Linked DNA regions of Mus musculus: region 1 is linked to region 2. A link is a contact called in public Hi-C data. All regions are on one chromosome and are shown on one strand. The core of a region is the stretch at or near the end of the contact, and the rest is flanking DNA. Distances in the headings are between cores, read along the strand shown. Region 1 holds the start of Suox (sulfite oxidase). Region 2 overlaps Smarcc2 (SWI/SNF related, matrix associated, actin dependent regulator of chromatin, subfamily c, member 2).

Region 1 (5,655 bases), core at 2,322-4,821, 200 kb before region 2:
CCCCCCCTCTCTTAGGAACAGTATTGGCCTTAGTTCCTGGCCTACCTGCTGCCTTCCCTCTCCTCCTGCCAGCTCTCCTGCCTTCGCTGGAGCTCTGTTGGGCTTGAGGGGTTTTGTTCTCTCCCTCCCCTCCCCCGTTACCTTTTTTCTTTTGATCAGTTTTTAGGGGGAGGGCTCAACATTTTTGCCTTTATATTTCTTTCCTAAGGAAGCATTTGCCTTTCTTTCACTCTCCTAACATAACAATCGTGGTAACAGAATGCAACTGCTGATTTATCGATGTATTTAATGTAAGTAAAAAAGGAAAAAAGAAAGTGCACTGGACTGTTGTTTTGTTTGTCTGCCTGAAACTAAAAAATGGGAAGAAAGGGCCCAGAGAAATAAATCCATGATACCTCAAGCATCCTTTCCCTCCACCTTGGCACCTCTAACTAGTCGAAGAACCAATTTGGAAAATAACCCTTTTTATTTCTTTGATTTTGTTTTTATTTTTATTTGTGTGTGTGTGAGAGAGAGAGAGAGAGCGCTTATGTTCAGAGATACATGATTTATCAAATGTGCCTTATTTTTCTTTGTTTGTTGGTATAGTCTGCATCTCTTGAACCACATTGAGATTAGACAGAGGAATGCCATATCTGAACTGTTGGGACCAGTATGCAATATTTTTGCATTTTTCTAGGGCTCACTTGTATATTAGTTTCTGAATTGGATCCATAACTTTAAGATTAAACAGAGAAAAGATAACTGGGGCTTTTCGGCTTTCGGCTTGGAGGAGGCAACGGTGCAACTTTCTTCGGTCGTCCCGAATCCAGGTTCATCCGACACCAGCCGCCTCCACCATGCCGCCCAAGTTCGACCCCAATGAGGTCAAAGTCGTGTACCTGAGGTGCACCGGAGGCGAGGTCGGTGCCACATCCGCCTTGGCCCTGAAGATCGGTCCTCTGGGTCTGTCTCCGAAGAAAGTTGTTGATGACATTGCCAAGGCTACCAGTGACTGGAAAGGTCTCAGAATTACAGTGAAACTGACCATCCACAACAGACAGGCCCAGATTGAGGTGGTGCCCTCTGCCTCTGCCCTGATCATCAAAGCCCTCAAAGAGCCACCAAGAGACCGGAAGAAGCAGAACATTAAACACAGTGGGAACATTACTTTTGATGAGATTGTCAACATTGCCCAGCAGATGAGACACCGGTCTTTGGCTAGAGAACTTTCTGGGACTATCAAGGAGATCCTGGGTACTGCACAGTCTGTGGGCTGCAATGTGGATGGCCACCACCCTCATGACATCATAGATGACATCAACAGTGGTGCAGTGGAGTGCCCAGCTAGTTAAGAAGCAACAAGAAAATATTTCAATAAAAGACTATCTGATAACCAACAACAACAACAAAAAAAGATAGCTGGGGAGATGGCTCAGTGGTCTAAAGCACTTGTCGCATTTGTAGAGATGTGGATTCAATACTAGCACCCACATGGCAGCTCACAGCCATCAATAACTCCAGACCCAGGGTAGCTGATATCTTCCGGCCTCCATAGGTGCCAGGTACACACATGGTACATATACATGACTCATACATACAAAATAAATCTTAAAAAAGAAACAGCTGGATATGGTGACACTTGTCGGCTATTTAGGAAGGCTGAAGCTGTAAGACTTGTTTAAAGGCATCCTAAATAGTAGTTTAGCAAGACCATATTTCCAAAAAAAAAAAAATTATTAAATTAACTTTGATTGATCAAGTAGCTTCTATCCCAAAAAGAAACATTTCTGCCCAGACCTGTTTCTTATTTCTGCTTGAAGCCCTCCAATCTGTCATAGTCTAAAGGACTGAAATACAGAAAATGAAAACATAAGAGACTGATTGTAGGCACGAGGGTTCTAAGTGAGAAAGGATGTTTAGAGAGCCAGCCAGTTAGAGTCAGGCAGCCCTTAAGTTTCCAGGCCAGTCCTAATTGCCATCTGTGGGCCTTTGTCAAGTCAGCAGTGCCTCAGTCTCTCCAGCTGTGCAATGAAGAGACTGTGGAGGTTGAGCCAGGTGTGTGGCACACACCTAGTATTCCCAACACCTGGAAGTAGAGGTCCATCTGCACTACAGGAGATAGTAGCTCCCTAAAATAAAGGTGGTGCATTAGTAGATGGACGGAGAAACCATACCAAGTACATATTTGACAGGGTCTTTGTGTACAATCATGGCCGGCCTCAGCTGGAATCATACTCTGGCACTGTAACACCAACTGAAACTTTATTTTCAACAACAGGGCCTGGATGTGCCCTTTACATTAATCCCAGCACTCTGGAGACAGAGGCAGGCAGATCTCTGTGAGTTCCAGGCCATCCTAGTCTACACAGTAAGTTCTAGGACAGTCAGGGCTACACAGAAACCCTGCCTCAAAAAATAAAAACAAAAACAGAACCAACCTTTCGGATGATAATCTGCAAAGGCTGAAAACCTTTCCACTCCCAAAAACGTTAGAGTCAATATCACCTATTCACTATCACGTCCCCTTTTCTGAGTACACTTCCCTGTTCAGGATTCTTAGCCCAATTCCTCAAAAAACAAAAACCAAAAACAATCAAAAAACATAAATGGACAAAGATGAACTTCCAGATGTAAAAGTTTGTTCTAAGTTGATGCGACTGTAGCTCAACCCTCTGGTCTCTAGAGGGCAGTCTATGAATGTTTGTTCCCGGAGCCCAAAGTGAATGTCAAAATTTCAATCTCTAGTAAATGATTAAGAGTAATAGCAAATTTTTCTATCATTGTCCTTTACCTTTTATATACAAGACTACAATGTTTATACTTTTGTTAAACTGCCCTTTTTTCTTGTTTAAGTAGACGCTTTTTAAAAAATTCATCACGCAGACTTTGGTGCATGCTTTTAAGTGAGGTACTCGAGGCAGAGACAGACAAATCTACCTCCGGAGTTCCGGATCAGCAGGGTCTACAAAGCTAGATTCAGACCAGCCAGAGCTACATAGTGAGACCTTGTCTCAAATAAAACATGGTTTTTCGGTATTGCTGTTTTCACACTTCAGAAATCCACTCTGGGAATCGTTGAGCCACTATTTTGGGCATCATTTCTGCCGTTATTCCTGGCCTTGCTTTCCCTAGGACTCAACGTTGCAACACCGAACTACCGAGGCGCGGGACAAAACCCTGGGTTTTCCCCGGGAATGTGGTCCCCATTCTCGTGGCCACCTTTCAAGGCCTTGTCACCTTCCACTGTCTAGATACAGAGCATCAGTTGTGCCTCACAATTCCCTACGGAGCTGCGGTCTGCTCTGGTCACCAGTGTGTGACCCCGGTCCCCGGGAGGCAGAGGCCTGTACCATCCAGGACCCGGCGACGCCCCGCCCCCCAGCTTCGCAACCCCGCGACCCGGCGACCCGGCGACCCGGCGACCCGGCGACCCGGCGACCCGGCGACCCGGCGACCGGGCGACAGTTGACAGTCCTCGTCAAGAGCAGCTGCAAAGCTAGGGGCCAATAGCTGCGGAGCCGGCGAGGGGCGTCAGGACGCCTGCACAAACTGTACACGTCACGGCCGAGCCCCGCCCCGCCCCGCCCCTCCGCTCTGGGCCGCTCTAGCCCTGCACGGGGCGGGTGAAATTGTTCCGCTGCCGACATCCAGCCGGGTAAGGGGACTGCGACCGGGAGAGAAAGGAGGGAGGGCAACGGTGGGACCAAGGCGGCCAGTGCCGCCAAATCTTGGAGTAACTTGGAGCAACCTCCAAATCTTAGCAGTAGCAAAAGAACCAGTATCTCCATATATGATGTCGGTGTGCTCCTGGGGTCGCAGGCTGGTGTTCTGTCCGAATTCTGGACAGACACACCCTCCTACCTAAAGTGTCTCAGAGAGTAAGGACTACTCTTGCACCACGGAGTAGCATTTCGGTATTTAGCAGGCCGCTCCTCCCAAACCTGGAACGGGGCTGGTAAAAAGCAGGTTGCTGAAATTAAGAGTAGATGGCAGGAAGAGTAGGGATCCCCGTGGCCCAGGCGTAAAGAGGAGAAAAATTCGCCTTTTCCATCTTCCTTCGCCATTTGTAAGAGTCCCATCCCTAGCATCTCAGCAACCAGCGGCTTCTTACTACTCTCCACTTTGACCATCCTAGGTCAGAGAGGCACTAGGTTGTGAGGAAGACACCTCAGCAGGACAGAGAGCAGAAAAATTAACTTCCTTCTCTAGCCCATCCCCTGACACCCTGGCCATTGACTCTGCTCAGTTTGCTGAGATCACTAGAATGCCATAGACTACGAGGTCAGGGTGGAGACTCTGAATTGAGGTTCAGTTCTCAGATGGGGTATTTATTTTAGAAGGGTGGAGGGAGAAAAGAGGAAAGGTCTGAGTGAATGTTATTACTTGTTTACTCTTCGTATCAGTTCCTCTGGGTAGAGATGAGGATACAAGTTCAGAGAGGCCCGCTGTGTTGCCATGGGAGCTGGTTAATGACAAGGCCTGGTTTTGCAAACCCCAGGCAGTTTGCTTCCAGGATTCTGGCTCCTTCACCCCATTAGGTTGCAGCCACCTCTTGTCTGTTTTCATCAGTCTCAATTTAGAAGTAATTATAAAATAGGGGCTGAGGATATGACTCAGTGGTAGAGTTATAATATTCTCAAGACCTTAGGTTCAATACACAGCATCATTAGAAAAAAAATTGGCAAACCTCTAATCTGTCCTTTAGTCCCTTTGCCTGGGGCATTGTTCTTTCTAGAAGCCTCTGTACCTTTCCATCCCCACTCCACCCCCATTCCTTTCGGCACAGTGTGTCTCTGAAGTGCTCCAAGTGTACTCTTAAGAACACATTTGGACCATGCACTCTCAGGTCTCCCAAACATGGGGTTTTCTTGGTTTGAAACCTAGAATCTATCTTCTTGTTGTAGGTCTTGCCACGATGCTGCTGCAGCTATACAGATCCGTGGTTGTGAGGCTTCCACAGGCCATCAGGTAGGTTTTCCCAAGCCAGTACTTATCTCCTAGCCTATCTCATAATTATCTTATCTGGTAGATATTTATCTTATCTGACACATAATATAGTACAGTATTGGAGGAAAGAGAAAGCCATATTTCGCTGGTCCTACCCATCCGGAAGAAACCAAATTCCAATTGCAAACTGGTGACTAATGAGGGAGAGGTGACTGACCACACTACTTCACTGGTGCTTTCTTGGGACGTTCTGTGCTACTAATATCTCTGTCTTCCAGAGTCAAGTCAACCCCCTTGAGGCTCTGCATTCAAGCATGCTCCACAAATGATTCACTTGAGCCCCAGCATCCCAGCCTTACCTTTTCTGATGATAACTCAAGGACTCGGAGATGGAAAGTCATGGGGACCCTGTTAGGCCTGGGTGTGGTGCTGGTCTACCATGAGCATCGGTGTAGGGTAAGTGGGAAAAGAGCTTCCATGCCGGAACAAAGGGATCTTATAGGCTCTGTCTTCATGAACTGTAGAAATACAACCTGCTCCCTTAATTTCCCAGACTGACTGTGGATGGGGTCAGAATGACCTAAAGTGAGTTAATAGTCTCTTCCTTTTGCTTTCTCCCTCCTCAACCCTCAGGCTTCTCAGGAGTCACCACGGATGTACTCTAAAGAGGATGTGCGTTCTCACAACAACCCTAAAACTGGAGTCTGGGTAACTCTAGGCTCTGAG
Region 2 (5,315 bases), core at 2,283-4,782:
GATTAAAAGCATGCACCACATGCCTAGTTTGTTGTTTTGTTTTTCTTTTAGTTTTATTTGTTTTCTTGAGACAGTATTTTACTCTGTAGTTCAGGCTAATCTGGAACTTGCTTTATAATCCAGACCAGCTTACAATTTGTGATCTTGCCTCATCCTCTTTTCTTTTTTTCTTTTTTTTTTTTAAAGGTTGTTGGAAGAGCAGCCAGTGCTCATAACCTCTGAGCTATCTCTCCAGCCTCTTGGCTCAGTCTTTTAAGTGCTGGGGTTACAGATGTAATTTATATTTTAAAGTTAGAAAGATCTAAATTCAAATGCCAGGCTTATCATGATGATTTCAAACTATTTGAAACTTAGTCCTTGTGTGTCAAATAGGATGTCTTTGGAGAACTAGCAGTATCTGGCACTGCAGTAGCCTGAAAATTGACAGCTGACAGGCTAAAGGGGTGCAGATGCCAGCACCCGTGCTAGACCACGCACAATGGCTTGCAACTCTAACTTCAACAGATCCAACACCTTTTTCTGGCCTCTGTGGGCATGGCACTCACATGCACATACCCACATACATATAATGATTTTAAAAATAAAATGAATCTTAATATCTAAAAATTAATGAAATTATAAAGTATAAAATTTGAAAATATGTCCACACTACAGATCCCAATTCTGGTCTTACTACTTACTAGCTATTTGAACTTACTCAAGTAACTTAAGTCAAATGCTCCCTCCTACGAGGATCCTATTCTATAAACTAGAGATGACAATGTTTATTAGCCTCAATTAGACTAATTAGCCAGTGCATGGTAGAGACAGTGTTAGGGACGACATGCTCTTCAGAAGTTACCATTCACTGTTCCTGACAGTACACCACAGAGTCCTATTGCCTGGTAATGCCTTTTCCTTTCTGTCATAAACCTGGCTCTCCAGAGGAAGAGACCCACACCAAGCTATAGAGAAATAAACAAGCTGAGCACAGATGATCCCAGAGGGAGGCTGAGCAGCGGGGAGAGAAACCCGGGCCAGCGCCCAGCCTCACTAACCCTGCCTTGTCATGTGCTCACTGTGGGGCATCCTAACCCCAGATTTCCATACACAACCCAAGCCCAGAAAACTGACTGAAAACAGAACTTTAAAGCAACTCCTTTTTGTTTGATAAAGAGTCTTACTCTACAGTCCAAGCTTGAACTCACAATCCCCCCTCAGCATTCCAGGGCTAGGACTACAAGCTGGCATACGCCAAGTATTGGCAAAGAGTCAGCGAGACGAATAAGAAGTCTGCTGAGGGGCTGGAGAGATGGCTCAGTGGTTAAGAGCACCGACTGCTCTTCTGAAGGTCCTGAGTTCAAATTCCAGCAACCACATGGTGGCTCACAACCATCCGTAATGAGATGAGACACACCCTCTTCTGGTGTGTCTGAAGACAGCTACAGTGTACTTAGATATAATAATAAATTAATCTTAAAAAAAAAAAAAGAAAAAGAAGTCTGCTGAGGGCTCAAGGTGGGAGGATACTGGAAGAGTGTGTCTTAACCAACACATGAAGAATGCAGTTATCAGAGTCAATAAACACCGACTTAGAAGCCCTAAATCTGTAGCTTATTATTCTTTTTTAAGATCAGGTCTCACAATATAGCCCTGGCTGGCCTCCATCTGCAATGATGAGACTTAGAGATCTGCCCGCCTCTGCCTTCCAGCATGCACAAAACGGTACAAAGACTCTCATGCATGTCAGGCAAGTGTTCTACTACGGAGGGAGCTATGCCTTCCAGCCCTAATCCTGGACATATGTGCTACTCTTTCATAATGCACGCTCCCATCTCATAATCCTCAGAGCCGGACCTCTTAGTTCCTTCTTCTCTTTGACAAAGTCTAGCTAGGAAGCCCAGGGCGGCCACGAATTTGAGTCTTACAGCAGCCTCCCAAGTGCTAGGACTATCCCCATGTGCAACCAGGCTTGGTTTTTATCTTATCTTGTTTTTTTGTTTTGGTTTGGTTTGCTTTTTGGTGTTCCAAGACAGAATTTCTCTTTGCAGCCCTGGGTCTCCTGGAACTACTAGCTCTGTAGACCAGACTGGCCTTGAACTCAAGAGCTCTGCCTGCCTTTGCCTCCCGAGTGCTGGGATTCAAGGTGTACACCATCACCTTATTTTTGTTTTTCAATCTAATCTCATCATTTACATTTTAATTAAAGTTGTTTCATACACTGGGGGTATGTGAATTTCAGGTCACATAGCAATTATGGAATGAAATTCTCTGCATGGTTTTTAACTGGAAGCAATGGGAACGGCGGTGCAGGTACTTGTATGCTCTACTCTACCATCCTCAGACAACCTCCGAAGAACATGTTTAAAGGGTTAGGCTGTGGCTGTCTAGTGGTGTCTATCATGTCTTTGTAAGTCTAACAGAGAGCTTGGTTGAAAGTTGCTAAGTCTGGAAGGGTGAGTGCAGAAAGGACCCCAAAAGAAAATCATAAGCGGAAATCTTACATCTCTGGAGTCTTAGACTTGTTCTTGCCGTTGAAGAACTCAGGAAGAGCCCTCCGTTCAATGGCATGGACGCTGCAAGATAAATCACAACGGGTTTAGAAGGCCCAGGGAAGGAGTAGGAGCCCAAGGGCGGAAGGCTTGAAAGGTGGGGTTGGCAAGGGGCTCTAAGCTGTAGAGGGGCAACAAGAGAGATAACCCATTGATTATGGGTTAATCACGGGGGAGGAAGGAGGAAAGAAGCAGGGCAGTACCTGTTGTAGTCAAACCAGGCGGCGTAGCTGGGGATGATGATGTGGTGGGTCTGCTCGGTCACATTGTCCTCATGCAGGTCCGGGTTCTTCGTCTGCTCGCCTTTGTTGCCCGTGCTGTTCTCATCCTCGTCCTATGAATATGGAGGCTGCTGGACACTCAGCATTCCCCTCCCTGCCTAGCAGCCCTCAGCTTCTCCTACACCCAGGAGCACCAACAGGGGAGAAGGATGAGGATGAGCACTGTGGGCCCTGGGACGCTAGGGGGCTGGGGTCCGAGCAGCAGGCACAATTCAGCTATGGCGGGAAAAGCCCGGGCAAAAGGAACACTGTGATCCCTGTCCCAGAGAGGTGGAGCCTCTCTAAGCTAATCACAGAGAGACAGAGCCTGCCTAAACTGGCTGCACCTTGCCGGTGGTCTCCATGCTTTCATCGTCCTGTTCATCTGCAAGGGAAAGAAGACAGGCTGAGCCTCTACAGGAGCAGAGGGCGACGGGAAGGTGGGCTGAGCTCCCCCATGCCTCAGGCACTGCCTGCTTGGGGCTCCCTGGCTTACCCAGGTCAGTCATGGTGCCGCCTTTGACTGGGGCTGACTCAGAGTCCTTTTTAGTGTTGACTGCAAAGAGAAAAAGCATTAGACATGTTGGCCAAATCAAGCTCTCACGTCTCAGCTGCTAACAGTTTTACATATGCTGCTTCTTCAGAACCCTTTGAAACTCGTTTTCTATTCTACTGCCTTGCCCAGCATCTATGTGCGTGCACTCCTATGACTCTCCGGCCTCAGTATCCTGAGGGCTACTCCTGTATGACTGCTCTTTGTCTCCCTGCTTGTCTCCCTATACAATCTTTTAATGGACTGAGTTTGAGCTAGATCATGCTAGGTAAGTAGCTAGATATCATCCCTTGATATACTACTTGCAACTGAACCTAAGGCCTAACTTACGAATATGTCAGTGTTCTACCAGAGTTACAGTCCCAGCACCAAGGTTTTTCTGGTTTTTTTGAGGGGGGCGGGGCGGGGCGGGGCGGGGCGGGGCGAAGGAGCAGGGTCTCATGTATTCCAGGCCTCTAACTTGCAAAGAACATCCCTAATTCTCTGCATCTGCTCCTGAGTGCTGAGGTGACAGGTGTGCGCCACCACCAAGCTCAGTTCCCCAGCACTTTTTTCTTTTTCTTTCCTTAAACTTTTTACTTTGGCTTTGCCTTTTTCAAACAGCCTCAGGCTGGAGAGAAGGCTGAGAGGTTAAGAGCACCGATTGCTCTTCCAGAGATCCTGAGTTCAATTCCCAGCAACCACATGGTGGCTCACAACCATCTGTAATTGTAGTCCCACAGAATCCAATGCCCTCTCCTGCTACGCAATTTGTACTGGCAGACAAACACCCCTATACATGAACTATATTCATAACTACATCTTTACTTTTTTATTTAGTATTTTTTAAAAGAAAGAGACACAGACTCCATCAGCTCGAGCTGGTTTTGAATTCATTATGTAGCTCAGGCTGGCCTGCACTCCTGAACCATCCCTCTGCCTGCTGAGTGCTAGGACTAGAGACATGACCCACACTTGGCTTTCCTTCCTTTTTACTCTGAGACTGTCCCCTTCAGTTATGCAGGTTGGCCTCAGGGGTCATTCTGCAGGCCAGGCTGATTCTGTACTTCTTACATCCTCCTGCCTCAGCCAGGCAGGCCACTGAGATTATTACCTATGTTATGCCACCAGGCTGAGTTAAATGATGTGCTCTTAACTAGTAACACTGTTGCTTTGTTTTTTCCCAGACAGAGTCTCACTCTGTAGCTCTGGCTGTCTTGGAACTCACTATGTAGGCCAGGCTGGCCTTGAACTCACAGAGATTCACCTGCATCTGCTTCCTGGGTGCTGAGATTAAAGGTGTTTACCACCGTTTCCAGTCAGATCTTAATTAATTTTTGAAGACAGGGTCTCTGTATGAAACCTGGCTGTCCTGGAACTTGTGACCAGGCTAGCCTCCAGCTTACAGAGCTCTCCATAACTCTGCCTTCTGAGAGCTAGGATTTAAAATCATGTGTCACCATACCTAGCTTGAATATCTAAAAAAAATATTTTTAAAGACTGTCTGAAGGGCTGGGGATAGAGTGCAGGGCTCCGTATTTGTTAGGCAGTGTTCACCATAAGCTGCACCCCAACCTAATCTTCAAAGCTGTAAAGTAGAGAAGACGCTCCCGCCTTGGTTTCATACACAAATGCTCCGAGGAAATCGGCTTCCCAAACCCTTGAAATATATTTCTTGATATTTGAGGCTACTGGACAGGAGACAGACTACAAATCAGTATTGAAGTGCAGTCCCCTAGACTCCTCGTGCAGGACAGACTGAGTGAGTCTCTTTAGAGTTGTTCTCACTGCCTTTTACATTTTCCTCCTCTGTCTTTTCTAAGTTGATGATTGCATGTGTGCAATGAGCATGTGTAAAGGTCCCCGGAGGCCAGAGGAGAGCATGGGTGCTGCTGGAGCTTTTTAATTTAGTGGGAGTCACCTGATGAGAATGGAATTCAGGGCCTCTGTAGGAGCAGTATGCTCTTAACTGCTGAGACTTCTCAAGCCCCA

Evidence for each region. A called contact is a pair of places that touch in the nucleus more often than the background predicts.
Region 1: a Hi-C map of embryonic stem cells shows a contact between it and region 2, with 2.1 times the contacts expected there. The contact joins the promoter of Suox here to the enhancer-like site in region 2. A contact is called at or near these places in 1 of 39 promoter capture datasets (macrophages), 19 of 484 Hi-C or Micro-C datasets (B cells, the G1E-ER4 cell line, LSK cells and 10 more), 2 of 115 datasets of contacts at active chromatin or transcription factors (bone marrow-derived dendritic cells and embryonic midbrain) and 2 of 9 other capture datasets (embryonic stem cells and macrophages).

Annotation. Positions count from the first base shown.
Region 1 is chr10:128,671,834-128,677,488 of GRCm38.p6, reverse strand. Suox (sulfite oxidase) reads left to right here and starts at 3,571. Exons shown (of 4, transcript NM_173733.3): 1 at 3,571-3,637; 2 at 4,887-4,950; 3 at 5,208-5,385; 4 at 5,563-5,655. The coding sequence starts at 4,898. Rab5b (RAB5B, member RAS oncogene family) reads left to right here. Exons shown (of 6, transcript NM_177411.4): 6 at 1-310. It also overlaps the pseudogene Gm6336.
Region 2 is chr10:128,472,233-128,477,547 of GRCm38.p6, reverse strand. It overlaps Smarcc2 (SWI/SNF related, matrix associated, actin dependent regulator of chromatin, subfamily c, member 2), which reads right to left. Exons shown (of 29, transcript NM_001372395.1): 12 at 3,288-3,347; 13 at 3,139-3,176; 14 at 2,735-2,865; 15 at 2,484-2,555. Among named protein-coding and RNA genes, the nearest start is that of Smarcc2, 16 kb to the right of the region's middle. Within about 2 kb of position 3,532, at least 6 of the 459 cell types and tissues checked have an H3K27ac peak or open chromatin away from gene starts, as enhancers often do. A contact at or near this core is called in embryonic stem cells, where this site is marked.